Regions from separate parts of the Sus scrofa genome. Here regions 1, 2 and 3 are each linked to region 4. A link is a contact called in public Hi-C and HiChIP or PLAC-seq data. All regions are on one chromosome and are shown on one strand. The core of a region is the stretch at or near the end of the contact, and the rest is flanking DNA. Distances in the headings are between cores, read along the strand shown. Region 1 has its middle 60 kb from the start of TIPARP. Region 2 has its middle 33 kb from the start of SSR3. Region 3 has its middle 36 kb from the start of TIPARP. Region 4 has its middle 75 kb from the start of CCNL1.

The links. A called contact is a pair of places that touch in the nucleus more often than the background predicts. HiChIP or PLAC-seq counts read pairs in DNA pulled down with a chosen protein or histone mark.
Region 1: a Hi-C map of skeletal muscle shows a contact between it and region 4, with 2.6 times the contacts expected there. The contact joins two enhancer-like sites. A contact is called at or near these places in 2 of 47 Hi-C or Micro-C datasets (retroperitoneal adipose tissue and skeletal muscle) and 1 of 2 datasets of contacts at active chromatin or transcription factors (skeletal muscle).
Region 2: an H3K27ac HiChIP or PLAC-seq map of skeletal muscle shows a contact between it and region 4, with 3 times the contacts expected there. The contact joins two enhancer-like sites. A contact is called at or near these places in 2 of 47 Hi-C or Micro-C datasets (retroperitoneal adipose tissue and subcutaneous adipose tissue) and 2 of 2 datasets of contacts at active chromatin or transcription factors (alveolar macrophages and skeletal muscle).
Region 3: an H3K27ac HiChIP or PLAC-seq map of skeletal muscle shows a contact between it and region 4. The contact joins two enhancer-like sites. A contact is called at or near these places in 1 of 47 Hi-C or Micro-C datasets (skeletal muscle) and 1 of 2 datasets of contacts at active chromatin or transcription factors (skeletal muscle).

Annotation. Positions count from the first base shown.
Region 1 is chr13:96,555,142-96,558,012 of Sscrofa11.1, forward strand. No RefSeq gene overlaps it. Among named protein-coding and RNA genes, the nearest start is that of TIPARP, 60 kb to the left of the region's middle. Within about 2 kb of position 1,485, at least 2 of the 83 cell types and tissues checked have an H3K27ac peak or open chromatin away from gene starts, as enhancers often do. A contact at or near this core is called in skeletal muscle, where this site is marked.
Region 2 is chr13:96,421,870-96,425,095 of Sscrofa11.1, forward strand. No RefSeq gene overlaps it. Among named protein-coding and RNA genes, the nearest start is that of SSR3, 33 kb to the left of the region's middle. Within about 2 kb of position 1,267, at least 11 of the 83 cell types and tissues checked have an H3K27ac peak or open chromatin away from gene starts, as enhancers often do. A contact at or near this core is called in retroperitoneal adipose tissue and skeletal muscle, where this site is marked.
Region 3 is chr13:96,458,807-96,462,105 of Sscrofa11.1, forward strand. No RefSeq gene overlaps it. Among named protein-coding and RNA genes, the nearest start is that of TIPARP, 36 kb to the right of the region's middle. Within about 2 kb of position 1,490, at least 23 of the 83 cell types and tissues checked have an H3K27ac peak or open chromatin away from gene starts, as enhancers often do. A contact at or near this core is called in skeletal muscle, where this site is marked.
Region 4 is chr13:96,927,266-96,930,570 of Sscrofa11.1, forward strand. No RefSeq gene overlaps it. Among named protein-coding and RNA genes, the nearest start is that of CCNL1, 75 kb to the right of the region's middle. Within about 2 kb of position 1,551, at least 46 of the 83 cell types and tissues checked have an H3K27ac peak or open chromatin away from gene starts, as enhancers often do. A contact at or near this core is called in retroperitoneal adipose tissue and skeletal muscle, where this site is marked.

The sequences.
Region 1 (2,871 bases), core at 235-2,734, 370 kb before region 4:
GTATGGGTTTAATCCCTTGCCTGGAAAATTCTTCATGCCTTGGGTGCAGCCAAAGAAAGAAAGAAAGAAAGAAATTTTGTCATTTACAACCACATGGATGGACTTGGAGGGCATTATGCTAGGTGAAATGAGTTAGAGAAAGACAAATACTGTGTGATATCACTTATATGTGATAATTTAAAAAATAAAACAAATTAGTGAATGTAAGAAAAAAAGAAACAGACTCACAGATATAGAGAACAAACTAGTGGTTACCAGTGGGGAGGGGTAAGGAGGAGGGGTGGGAAAGGGGTGGGGGAATAAGAGGTACAAACTATTAAGTATAAAATAAATGACAAGGATATATTGCACAACACAGGGAATATAGCCAATATTTAATTACAATTATAAATGGAGTATAACCTTAAAAAATTATGAATCATTATATTGTATACCTATACCCTACCCAATATTATACATCAACTATACCTCAATTTTTAAAAAAAGACAAAGAGCTGTAAGACAGTCAGGGCAAGATGTGGCATCACTAAGGGATTGTCTCCCCAAGATTGTCACTTTTTTGCCAACTTGTCGCCCCTCTTGATATCAGATTGAACAAAAATTTTACCCGAAGGATGGTAAACCATTCTAGCAAAGGAGTAAATGGTTTTAGTTTAAAATTAATATAAATTGGAGAGTTCCCATGGTGGTGAAGCAGTAACGACTTCGACTAGTATCCATGAGTAGTATGTGGGTTCGCTCCCTGGCCTTCCTCAATGGGTTAAAGATCCAGCCTTGCCATGAGCTGTGGTGTAGGTCACAGACACGGCTTGTATCTGGTGTTGCTGTGGCTGTGGTATAGGCCAGCAGCTGCAGCCCCAATTTGACCCCTAGTCTGGGAACTTCTATATGCCACAGGTACAGCCCCAAAAAGACCCAAAAAAATTGAAAATTAAAAAAAAAATAAAACAAATATAAATTGGGAGCTAGACTTCTCACTAATTTGTGACTAGTGGCCGGCAGCCCACACTTCCTTCCTTCCCTTCTCCTCTCCTTTTTGTCCTCCCTCCTCCCTCCTTTATGGTGATTAACAGGTTTTAGTGCTTTAAGTAAAAAATGACACCTTTTTGCCCTCTCTGTCCTCTAACGTGGTCTAAGTGCGTCCCCTGCCCAGTGTGACTGAATGGTAACATGACAGTTCCAGGTCTGCCTCCAGGAGATAAGCCTCATCACTTTGTAGTCAGAGCGAGTTGTTTCAGGGGATTATCAACTTCCAGGTTGGGAGTCAGGCAGGCAGGTAAGTGACCCGCAGGAATGCAAGTGGGTGACACGTCAAGCTCAAGGGGAGTTTCCCAGTAAGCTAGCTTCTACTGTGGGAAAGCCCTCCCTTCTAGAAGGACAGGCAGGCTCGCAGTGGGATCAGGTGCTTTGCAGTCTTCTTGGGACCAGGTGTCCAACCACATGTGTGAAATTTCCTGGGAAGTTTCCCAGCAGATTCCTGAGGCGAGCAGGGTAGGACCAAAACAACCCAACTAAAGTCACAGCTGCTGGTCCCTCGAGTCCCTGCACACTCTCTTAAGGGTCCCAGATTTCCATGACTTCAGAGCTGCTGCAGCACAGCCTTCCTGACCCCCCAGGAGCTGTCTTCAGCCCTGGATCATTGAAAAAGAACTAGAAGATGCTGAATTCAGATTTATACTCTGAACAGTCAGCAGAGCTAAGTTCTGAACTATTCTGTTTGTTTTTCTTCCTGTTTGTATTTTGTTTGTTTGGGGTAGGATCATTCTTTATAGGCTGGTCTGTTTTCAATGGTTAACTTATGAATAAACATAATAAATAAACATTCTCACTGGGGGTCTTAGCACATCAGACTCATGATTCAAAAACTCTGAGCCTTAGGAACTAATGACAAGTGCCACATGTCACCTTGTAAAAGTGCTCACATCCCTGGGTCTGTCATGAACACCCTCACGCTCTGGAATAGCAGACTTTCCTCCCAGCACACCAGATCCGGGGTTCCAGCCTCATCAGTGTTTCTTTCTTCACCCTGAGAAGGAGTTGCTCTGACATGGTTTTCTGCTCAAAACATGCAGCCCAGAGGAGGGATGGGTGGACGTGATCCCACTTTATGGTTTTTCCAGTGATCACACTCTTCCTGTGCTCAGACCAGCAAGTCCCTCTGTGCTTTTTGGAAATATGTCTGTCTCAGTTGGAGATAATAATAGAAAGCCACCAACAGTGGGAACCCTAGCCAGGCAGCTGGCTTGTTTGTCGACATAACTCGTGGACTCGGGCTGAGTTGAGATGAGTTTTGTAGGTCAAGAGAGTCACTATGTTTATCTGTCATTAGGGTGCTGACTTAACACTGCATTTTTCTAGTGTTCCTTTTTCGCCTTCTCCCCAAAGGTAGCACCAGCTGTCGGAGTGTTTAAAAAGTACCACACATAGGTTACCAAAGGGATTGTTACATTTTTTTGCATCATTTAAAAAATTGAACAGAATTACAAAAAGGCAAGGCAATCTGTTGATCCTTGTAGAAACCACATAATAAGTACAGGAAAGTTATTTTACTATTTTCTATATTTTTATGTGTTTGAGAGCATTTAAATAAATTTTAAAAAGAGATTCTGACACCCATTTGAAATGACACAGAGACAATCCATATATGTGAATTCTTACTCAGGTACTACTTAGAACTGTCGTTAATGGAACACTTAGCCTTGGCTCTGAGGATCTTCTTTGCGCCAAGCCTTTTCATTCGTGATTTCCAAGCCTCATACCACCCTGCAAACAGAGGACAATTAGTCCAATGTATAAGTGAGACTCACAGAGACCAAATGATTAGCTCAAACCACTTGTCAAGTAACAAGAGTTATAACAGGAATGCAGATT
Region 2 (3,226 bases), core at 17-2,516, 510 kb before region 4:
CACACACACCTATGTATATACATAGACATACATATTTATTATATATATTCTACATGTGTGTGTATATACACCTAGAAGTGGAACTTCCAGGTAATCAAGTAAGCAGATATTTAGCTTTCTTAGATATTGCCAAAAATTTTCCAAACTTGTTATATATTCCCTTCCACTAGCAGGGTCTAAAGTCCTAGTTCCTCTATATCCTTAGCATTACTTGGTATTGTCAGTCCTTTTAATTTTAAAAATTTTAGCCATCCTGGCAGATGTGTAGTAGTCTCTCACTGTAGCTTGAATTCTACTTTCCCTGCTGATTAATGAGGTCAAACACCTTTACATATTCCAATTGTCTATTTGAATTTTGACCTTTGATTGATTTAAAGCAGAAGATTGACCCAATGAGTAGCTTTTAAAAGGTCTCTCTCAGAGTTTTCCGGTGGTTCAGCAGGTTAAGGATCCAGCATAGTCACTGCTGTGGCTCTGATTACAGTTGTGGCACAGGTTTGATCCCTGGCCTGGGAACTCCCACATGTTGTGCGCGAGGCCAAAAAAAAAAAAAAAAAAAAAAAAAGAAAAGTCTCTCTGGGTGCGCTGTAGAGGACTCTAGGGAGCATATTAGAGGCAGAGAGAACATTTAGAAGATGGCTACAACAGTCCAGGCAGGAAACATAGGTAGCTTAGATTAGTAGGGGCAAAGGAGTTGAGAGAAGCAAGAAGACTGAAGATACATTTTGGAGGAGGCCTGATGAATGTGCCCATAGTCTGGACATGGGAGGGAAAAGGAGGAATCCAAGATGATCTGAACAGCTGATGGGATGGTAGTGTCCTTTCCACAGAGGGGAAATCCATGGTAGGAGCTGGTTCCGTGAGTGTTAGAAGGAAAATTATAGGAGATGAAAGAAGAGACCGAATCACACCATAGCAAACTGCCACCCCCCGAGTAAAAAAATTCTGGTCACAAACAGTGCTCAAAGAATCATTCTGGGCACTGAGAATTGTGGTGGAGTTGAATTTGCTCTCTTGCCTTGCAAATGAGCTCTAAAGCACTAGGCTGTGCGTGTGAGTTTGCCAGCAAAACTTACATAACTTCATTCATTGCTAATGTCATTGGGGTTTTATTTTTCCTTCCAAGAATAAGTATGTCTCCACAAGATGAAATGAAAAATCCAGAAATTTAAAATTAGATTAGTTTGGAAATTACTGGCATTTTTCTTCTCGTGTAAGGTCACTCTGCCCTTGCAGGTCAGTGCTGGGGAAGTGACACATTTCTTTCCGGCCCACACTTCTGCTTATTTTCATGCAATAAAAAGCAAGTCCTTAACATTTCAAATGCTTCTTGCATGTGGCAAATATTTTTATTGTCGTTTAAACCTTTAATTTTAAGTTACGTTATGTAAAAGGTAGAGTGCCAGACCACTAGTTTACCAGGCCATTTCTATGTGGAAAATTCTGTACTTGCAGAAAGAATAAGCTGACTTCCCAAGTCTCTCACTGGGTTAGGCTTCCTGCTGCTTTGATTTGTGGACTACTCTACAGTTCCTAAGCCGGCGACAATACTACATAAAAGAAGGGCCTCACAGTAATGACAGCTTATTATAGATAGTCCCTGTCCTAAACACCAACCCTGTGAGGCATGCACTATTATTATCTCCATTTAACATGCGAGAAAACGGAATTCAGTCACTTGCCCAGGATTGCCTGGCTGGTAAGCAACAAGGCCAAAATCAGAACCCAGGTTTTTGTGAGTCTGACCCTGAATCTTTTAACGGTTCCCAAGCTAGGCCAGTGTGGAGTGGAAGTGAAGTGCTTTTCTGCCAGAGCCAGCCTTCCTGGGTTCACATCACAGCCCTATACTGGCTGTGTGGCCCTGATGGGCAGTCTCCTCTGCGTACCTAACTCACTGGGTATAGTGAACATGTACAGTTAACTATTTTATTACAACACATAAAACTGTGCCTAGATTATGCTATGAGAGTGTTAGCTATTACCTTAAAAATAGCTTTATTGACATATAATTCATGTACTACAATTCAGACATTTAAAGTACAATTCAATGGTTTGCAGTATACTTGGAGAGTTGCACAATCACTGATTTTAGAGAATTTCTATATCCCTCAAGAGAAAGCCAGTACTCATTACCAGTCACTACCACTGCCCCATCTCCAGCCATAGGCAATCATTTGTTTACTTTCTGTACTTATAGATTTATAAGAATCTATTGAGGAGTTCCCATTGTGGCTCAGTGGGTTAAGAACCCAACTAGTATCCATGAGGATTCAGGTTTGATCCCTGGCCTCACTCAGTGGGTTAAGGATCTAGCATTGCTATAAGCTGTGGTGTAGGTTGCAGATGTGGCTCAGATCTGGCTCAGATCTGGCGTTGCTGTGGCTGTGGTGTAGGCAGGCAGCTGCAGCTCTGGTTTGGCCCCTAGCCTGGGAACATCCATATGCTGCAGGTGTGGCCCTAAAAAAAAAAAAACTAAAAGGAAAGAAAATAAAAAAGAATCTCTTGAATATACATCACCTATTCTGGACATCTCATGCACATAGAATTTTGTAATATGTGACCTTTTGTCTCTGGCTTCTTTGACTTAGCATAATGTTTTGAGATTCATAAATGTGGTAGCATATATTAATACTTTATTTCCTTTTATTGCCAAATAATTTTGTGTTGTATGGCTATACTGTGTTTTATTTATCCATCCCTCAGTTGATGGACATTTGGGTTGTTTCCACTTTTGGCTACACTATGAACAATGATGTTTTGGATACTTGTGTACAAATTTCTGTGTGGACATATGTTTTCATTTCTCTTGGGTATATAAGCAGGAGTGGAATTACAACTACTACTCAGTACCACCTCTTTGTGTATATATCTCTGAAGATGCAGACATATAACTTTCACAGATAAACACACACTTAATTGTTTTCATTCTAAGTGACCTAAAGAGGTACATATCCTTCTTATTTCACATCTCAAATGAAGAAACTCAAACTCTAGGGGATTTGCCTTATTGTTTCTTGGTCTGCAGATTTGCCTGTGATCTCTTCTCTGCCTCTTGCCAATACTTTGGGTTTGAGCTAGATGGTACTTCGTGCCAGGAAACTTTGCTCAGATGCCATGGGTGGGTCAGGTGCTCTGTTCTGTGCCTCCATGATGTCCTGGGCATTACTTCACCATTGCCCTGGTCACATTCTACTACACTAATCACAACCTACCAGACAGTAGGAAC
Region 3 (3,299 bases), core at 240-2,739, 470 kb before region 4:
TCATACACCTATGGATCCTACACTTGCATGCCCCTGAGACTGAGTGCCTCCTTAAATTTTGTACCTTAGGCACCTCATTTGGCCTCACCCTAGTCTCCACCAAGATTGGATGTCTTTAACAGGCAATGCCTATTTTTATGAGGAAATCCCAAATAATCCTTTATAAAAAACAATCAGCTAAATCAACTGAATTACCTAATTTTTCAGTGGTGGTTCAGCATCATAAAGATAGACACATTTATTTATAAATAATGCCACATAAAGTTTAATTTCAATTTGGGGTATGTATCTTGGAGTCTGGTGACATCAGTTCCCTTCTGAGTTGAAAAATAACTATAGCACTGATTGTCTCAGCCCTGTGCACCCACATGAAAACAGAAATGTGATCTGGTGAGAGAAGAATTTAATTAGGTGAGTCAATGGGTGTCAGATAGCGTGGTGGCGGCAGAATCCAGGACTGAGGTCCTCCTGTAGCTACAAAAGTAGTCAAGTATCGGTTACTCGAATTAAAAGTGGAAACTAGTAGGTGTTTGTAAAAATATGTGTCGAGCTTGGCTATTCCTGTTTTCCCAAAGCATTTTAGGACACATATACGCTGCGGTCTCCCAGAAATAGAAGTGTGGGTAACTTAACCCAAAGTTGTGGTTCCTGTGTGCAGCCCGTGTGGGATGGTGCGTCAGCAGAATGAATGGTGGAGCGCCTGAGTGGCCTGACATTCGTTCAGCAGCTTCTAAGAGTGCCTTCGTTAGGGTGGGCAGGGAGGTAGGGGTGCTGGCCAGGCCGACTAAGGGAAGTCGCACATAGCTTTGGTTGAACAGAGCCCCGAGGCCCTGACTAAATCTTAGATGGATGTGTTTCACTCTATATTTCCTGGCTCTGGCTTTTGATTTCATAGGTGTAGTACTGATGGCAACAGCTGATGGCTTGTAGCAGGAAGGCAGCCTCAACCAAGTGAACTATAAAAGGGTCCTCTGGCCACACCCACCCTCCTGCTACAGAGGTGGCCTTAGATTACCTGTCATCTTGGTGTGGCTTGTGAGCACCCCAGGACTGATCAGGCAAATATTTAACCGGTAGCTGCTAAAAATAATATCCTGTCTTTCCTGCTTATGTAGGCAAGACACTTTGACTTCGCTCTGGGTGTTGGTCTCAGATTTACAGAGGCAGAATTGGAGGTCCTCTATCTTACTGCAGGAGGGGATGTTTCAGCTCTTGTGAACCAGGAATTGAGTAACTGTTGTCTTGAGGCGACTTCCCCCTTTCCTTTTCTGACAGTCTCGAAAAGTAGCACTCAGCAGCCACTGGTGAACCCAGCCTAGATTAAATCAACACCCAAATGTGTCAGAGGATTTGGAGGGAGCCCAGAAGGCGTTTGCTAGCCAGGATGATTGAGAACCTGCACCTGGTGCCAGAGTGCAGCACAGCCCTGCCAGCGCACATGGGCAGGTCTGCGGCCCCCGCCTGCCGGCGTCTGTGTTCCTGCTACAGGGAGGGTCCAGCTGGCTCTGCAAAGTCACACTCCTTCTAACGCAAAGCTTGGGTGTTTTGATGAGATGAGTCCAGAAGTATGCAAGGAAGAAATGACATGGTGTCTGGGATTTGTTTTTAAAATATTTAAATTTAAGAACTTCAGCAAAGAATAAAGAAGAAAAATAATAAAAAGGCCTTGACAGAGCAAATGTGGCAAAATCCTGATCATTGTTGCATCTGGATTTGGCATAAATAGGGATTTATGATTCTCTTCTTTCTGATTTTGTATATTTGAGCAGTTTCATAACTAAAAATCTGTTTCAAAGATTAAATCAATTATTAAAAAGATTATAAACCTCACAGAAATTCGATATAGTCTTTGCATAGTGCTCATTTCTTTTGGTGACAGCAAGCAATAAGGGGCTGGAACTGTGTGGAATTTGATCTGGAATGGTCTTCCTACCCAGTTTCATCCATCTCCTGCTTGGACTCAGGACCCTTATTTTTGTGAAAAGATGGCAGGACTGAGGCTCAAGAAATTTGGGTGCAAGTTTGGTCTGTTCATTAACAGTGAGACCTTGGACAAGTCACTTGCCTGTCCCTGAGTTGCCTTCCTTCCTCTGTGAACTGGGGAGGATCCAGTAATAACACCTCGCAGGTTATTGGAAGAGCATATGAAATAAGGTAACTGGGAAGCTTAAGAAAGTGTTATAAACAGTAGCAGCATGACCTTGAGCCTGGTGGCCAAGCACTCTGGCCGGGAGAAGTTATATCAGCATTCCTATGGCTGTGTGATAACCACCCTATAGGTGTGTTAATATTCCAGCTGCACCCCCCCCCCCAACTCCCAGTCTACTGAATTGGGATTTTCAGAGATGGGGCCTAGGAAAGTAATGCAACAATGCAGGTGATTCTGCATTGCACCCTGGATGGGGTGGGGCTGGGGGACTGAACTACTTAACAGTAGAGGGTCTTTCTGCTCTGATGCAGAAATGGCTGTTTAGGGGGCTGGGGGTCTTTTGTGCCAAGCTATCTTGATGGTTAGGTGCAGATCATTGTGGTAAATTTCGTGGCAAAAAACCAGTTGGGGAACCAGAATAAACGAGGAAAAGGGAGTCTGAACTGGTCCGGTGATCTGAGGCCTTTAACATCAGAGGTAAACACACAGATTAAGACTGAAGAGTGGTGAGAAAAACAATGTTAAGAAAAAAAAGAGAGAGAGAGTGAAGATTGGCATCAACAGCTGTTCTGCTCATACAGCTGTCATACAAAAAGGCCCAGTGAGAGGGCCTCACCAAGCCACCTACAAGAGCCCATAGTGGGATAGTGGGATAGTAAGCAGTCACCTGTGAGAGCACCGATGGTTTCTGCTGTCTAGAGGACCCCTGGGGTGGCTGGTCCAGACAGCAGGGCCACCTGTGGGAGGGTGACCTTGAAACATCCACCCCCTCCCTTGGGATCAACACTGAGCACGTTCGTTCCTAAGCCTCTTTCCCTACACTCTGAGTTCTCTCAGGATTCTTGTTTGTCTCCTCTGAAAAGCAAGCCAATTCAGTATTTGTTGACTGTCTGATGTGTTCAAGGTCTTGTGCTACAGACCTCAGATGAGACAAACGAGAGGCAAAGGGAGGTTTTGCCTTTAAAGCACCGGGCTAATATGGAGATGGAGAAGAGCCTGAGACCAGCACACAGTAGCCCCAACACAAAGGATCTGGGAGCGCTGCAAGAATTGTGTGAGTTGTAAAAGGATTTTAAGGAGAGTGGTCACATGCAAAGGACTTGATGGAAAAAGTGGTATTAGAGATGGGTCTTGAATGATAAGTAGGTCT
Region 4 (3,305 bases), core at 301-2,800:
GAATCTAGGAGGCCCTTGGTAGCTGCTGAGGAAAGATGCTTCTCTACAACTTTGAATTCCAACTTCCCTTTGCAGAAGGTAAAGATGACTTTCACATTGTTGGAGACATTAGTCACAGATGAATTAGTCACAGTTTAACCCCACCCACCCACCCCACACATTTCTACCCTATATTCTTATTGTGATCTGGTGAATCTTAGAAGTGACAAATGAAATCAAGAGCTCCAGGTAGCATTTCCTCCTTGGTGAAGGGGTTTGTTTTGTTCCAGGTTTTTGTCTCCATGCTTCTCAGACAAAAGACTTATAAAAGATCCCCTTGAAATGGTGAAGCTCTACAAGCTCATTTTAATGATAGAAGTTATTTCATGCCTTGTTTAACTTTTAAAATTATTTTCAATATCTCCTTTTCCAGATTTCTTAGGTCTCAGAGAGAAAATTAAATGAAGTTCAATGGATTCAAGGCAAATCGAGCAGTCTGAAGTCACCTGGTAACGCAATGGTTCCCCACGAAGCAGGCAGCTGTCTCCCACATCACACCTCCTAGGCTGGTCAGTTCGGCATCACATTTGTTCTGCAGAGTAAAGCTCTGGCATAGGCTCTGGCTGCCTCAGGTCAGCTGAATATTCACAGCAGCCACCCTTTCCTGATGTCTTTCTGCCTTCCCAGCATATACCATGGCCTAAAAAATCCCTATCCCTATGTGAAGAAGCGGGTCTTTCTTTTAGGTCCTAACAGGAAGGAGCTGTACACTAAACAGTGACAACATGAATGGCATCCTGGTAGAAGGACTCTTCTTTTCCCTGTCTCCTCTAGCCACTGACCCAGACCTCCTGGAGGCCATACCATGATGCTTGAGTAGGAAAAAGAAAACTCAGGTCCATAACCCTAGACTTGGATGTTCAAATCATGGCAAACGAGGGGAGAAAAGACTGAGGGGACCAACAGGGGCAAATCCAGAATGTTGAGATCTCATTTATTTTCACCGTTTAGGGAACTTGTTGATTAGTATCCTTTTCCCTCTCTGATTTCAAAATAATAAGTAATTCTTAACTTTTAGGGAGGAAATCTGCAGCAGCAAGAGGAGTAAGATCACAGGATGAGTAAGGAAGAGGGTGCATGTGTTCTCTTCCTAGATCCTGTCCCCTGACACTCCCAGCTCTCCGAATACACACACACACACACACACACACACACACACACACACACACACAGTCAGTGTTTCATCCAGTGTAAAAATAGCTGTCCAGGTTCTGTCATTCATCCCTAAACAGTAATAAAGGGCGGGCCTCCCAGCAGTGCCTGCTGCCCTTTAGTAGCTTATTCTATCAGGTGACGCCTCACACCTCCCATTCCCCACCCCAAGTTGGCTGAATGTCCCCGGTGACCTTACACGTTTTTATTTTACTCAGCAGCTTGGTTTTTAAGCGGAAAATCCTCTGGCTTTCTGAGTTGAGTCGGCCGCACCGCGGCCTCCCCTCCTCCACACTCCAGGCAGCAGTGCCAGGAGAGCGTTTCCATCTGTGTTGGGAAAGAACGGCCTCTCTGTGCTGCCCAGCACGTCCAGCGTGAGGGCGCGGAGGCCGGAACACGCTCTTCCGCACGGGAACAGCTTTCCGAGGGCCTTGGAGGAGGCTCTGGCCTTGCCTAACGAGGGCCAGGCGCCACCCCCCCGTGGGCCCCGGCTCAGTCCTAGCAGGATCACCCCATCCCTACCCGGGGCACTGATTTCCCCCCCACCCCGGCGCGGAAGGAGTGCCTGCGGTCCCGCTGCTAGGGTTTGCGCATGCGCGAAGGGTCGCGTTCCTCCAGGCTCCTCACGCGGTTGGTCGCCTGCGGCCTCAGAGGGGCGGGGGTGCCCGCAAAGAGCCCAGCACGGTTGGTCCCCGCTGTCCGTCCAGGATCCTGGCAGCGTGTTGAGGACACTGCAGCATTGGAAGAGAGCCAAAGAATGCTAAAGGTTCCTTAGAGGACGTTTGCTCCATGCCTCCATTTTACAGATGAGGCCATTGAGTTCCCAGGAGGTGTTGGGAAACACCTAAAGCTGCATTTCTGGGCTCTACCAGCTGGAACCAAACCTGGCTCTTAGTGGCATGATTTAGGCACTTTTTCAGTGAGCATTTATCAGGTGCCTGGATGTACACTGTGTACTAAATATATGTATGGTATGGGAGATAACCACAAATACATCAGAAGCATTGTAACTGTGGCCACTCCAGAATTGGGCTTACAGTGACACAGACCTGGGTTTGATTTGATGATTTGCAGGAACCCGCTACTGGCTGGATGGACTTCTGAAGCAATTAACCTCTCTAAGTCCCAGTTTCCTCGTCTGTAAAGCGGTAATTTAAAAAAGAAAAAGAAAAAAAAAAAAATAGGACATACTTGCTAGGGTCCCAGGACTTAGATAAAGTGCACATGGCTTAAAACAAAATCTGCACCTGGAAGTCTCTCAAACAAATATTCATGCAATGCTTTGAGAAGTCAAAAGCGCTGGGCGCACAGGCGTTCACGAGACAATCACGTACTCATTTCCAGACAGATGTTGGGCAGCACTAGAGCGAAGGTACTTTACCGCGCTCAGGGACATTCACACAGGGTTACATGACCTGGCAAGACAGGGAAAGGCGGAAATGGCCTCTGTTTATCTTTCCTCCTGCTGCCGGTCCTTCCCCCTCCCTCCCCTCAGAACTCTCACTGTGACTCATGGTGGCTGCAGAGATATGTCTGGGCCTCTTATCAGGGTAAAATGTGTTCTGCGAGGTGGTGCAGTTTATGTTTGAAGTTCTGCTTTATCACATGGGCCTCTCTCCTCTTTTCCTAGGCGGGACAAGCCCAAGAAGGAGCAATTGGGTTAAGCGGATAAGAAGGAATAATGGTTAAACGCCTAAGGTGTCAGATTGGAGTAGTCTGGAATCATAGATATTGAAGACCATCTGGTACAATGATGGCCCCTCCTGTTAAGGAAGAAGGGGTAAAAAAAAAAAAAAAAGCTGTGAAAGGTAACTTTTAGATTCAAGTTAGATCCCTGGTTTTCTGTGCCCCATAATTTATTCACCCATTCATACACACTGCTTTGGGGGCAGGGGATCCATTCTAACTGCCAGGTATAGGGACTGCCTCAGTAAGCAGGGAAAAGGGAGAGGAAAATGGGAATTCAGGACTCCCAGTTTCTTTGTACAGCTTCACAGATGGCAATACCATTTACTGTGATAGCAAGTGGAGGAGAAGAAACTGACCTGAGGAAGATGGTATGTTTTGAATATATTTTTTATGTAACTTTGGAACTTCCAGGAGGCAGTTAGGAA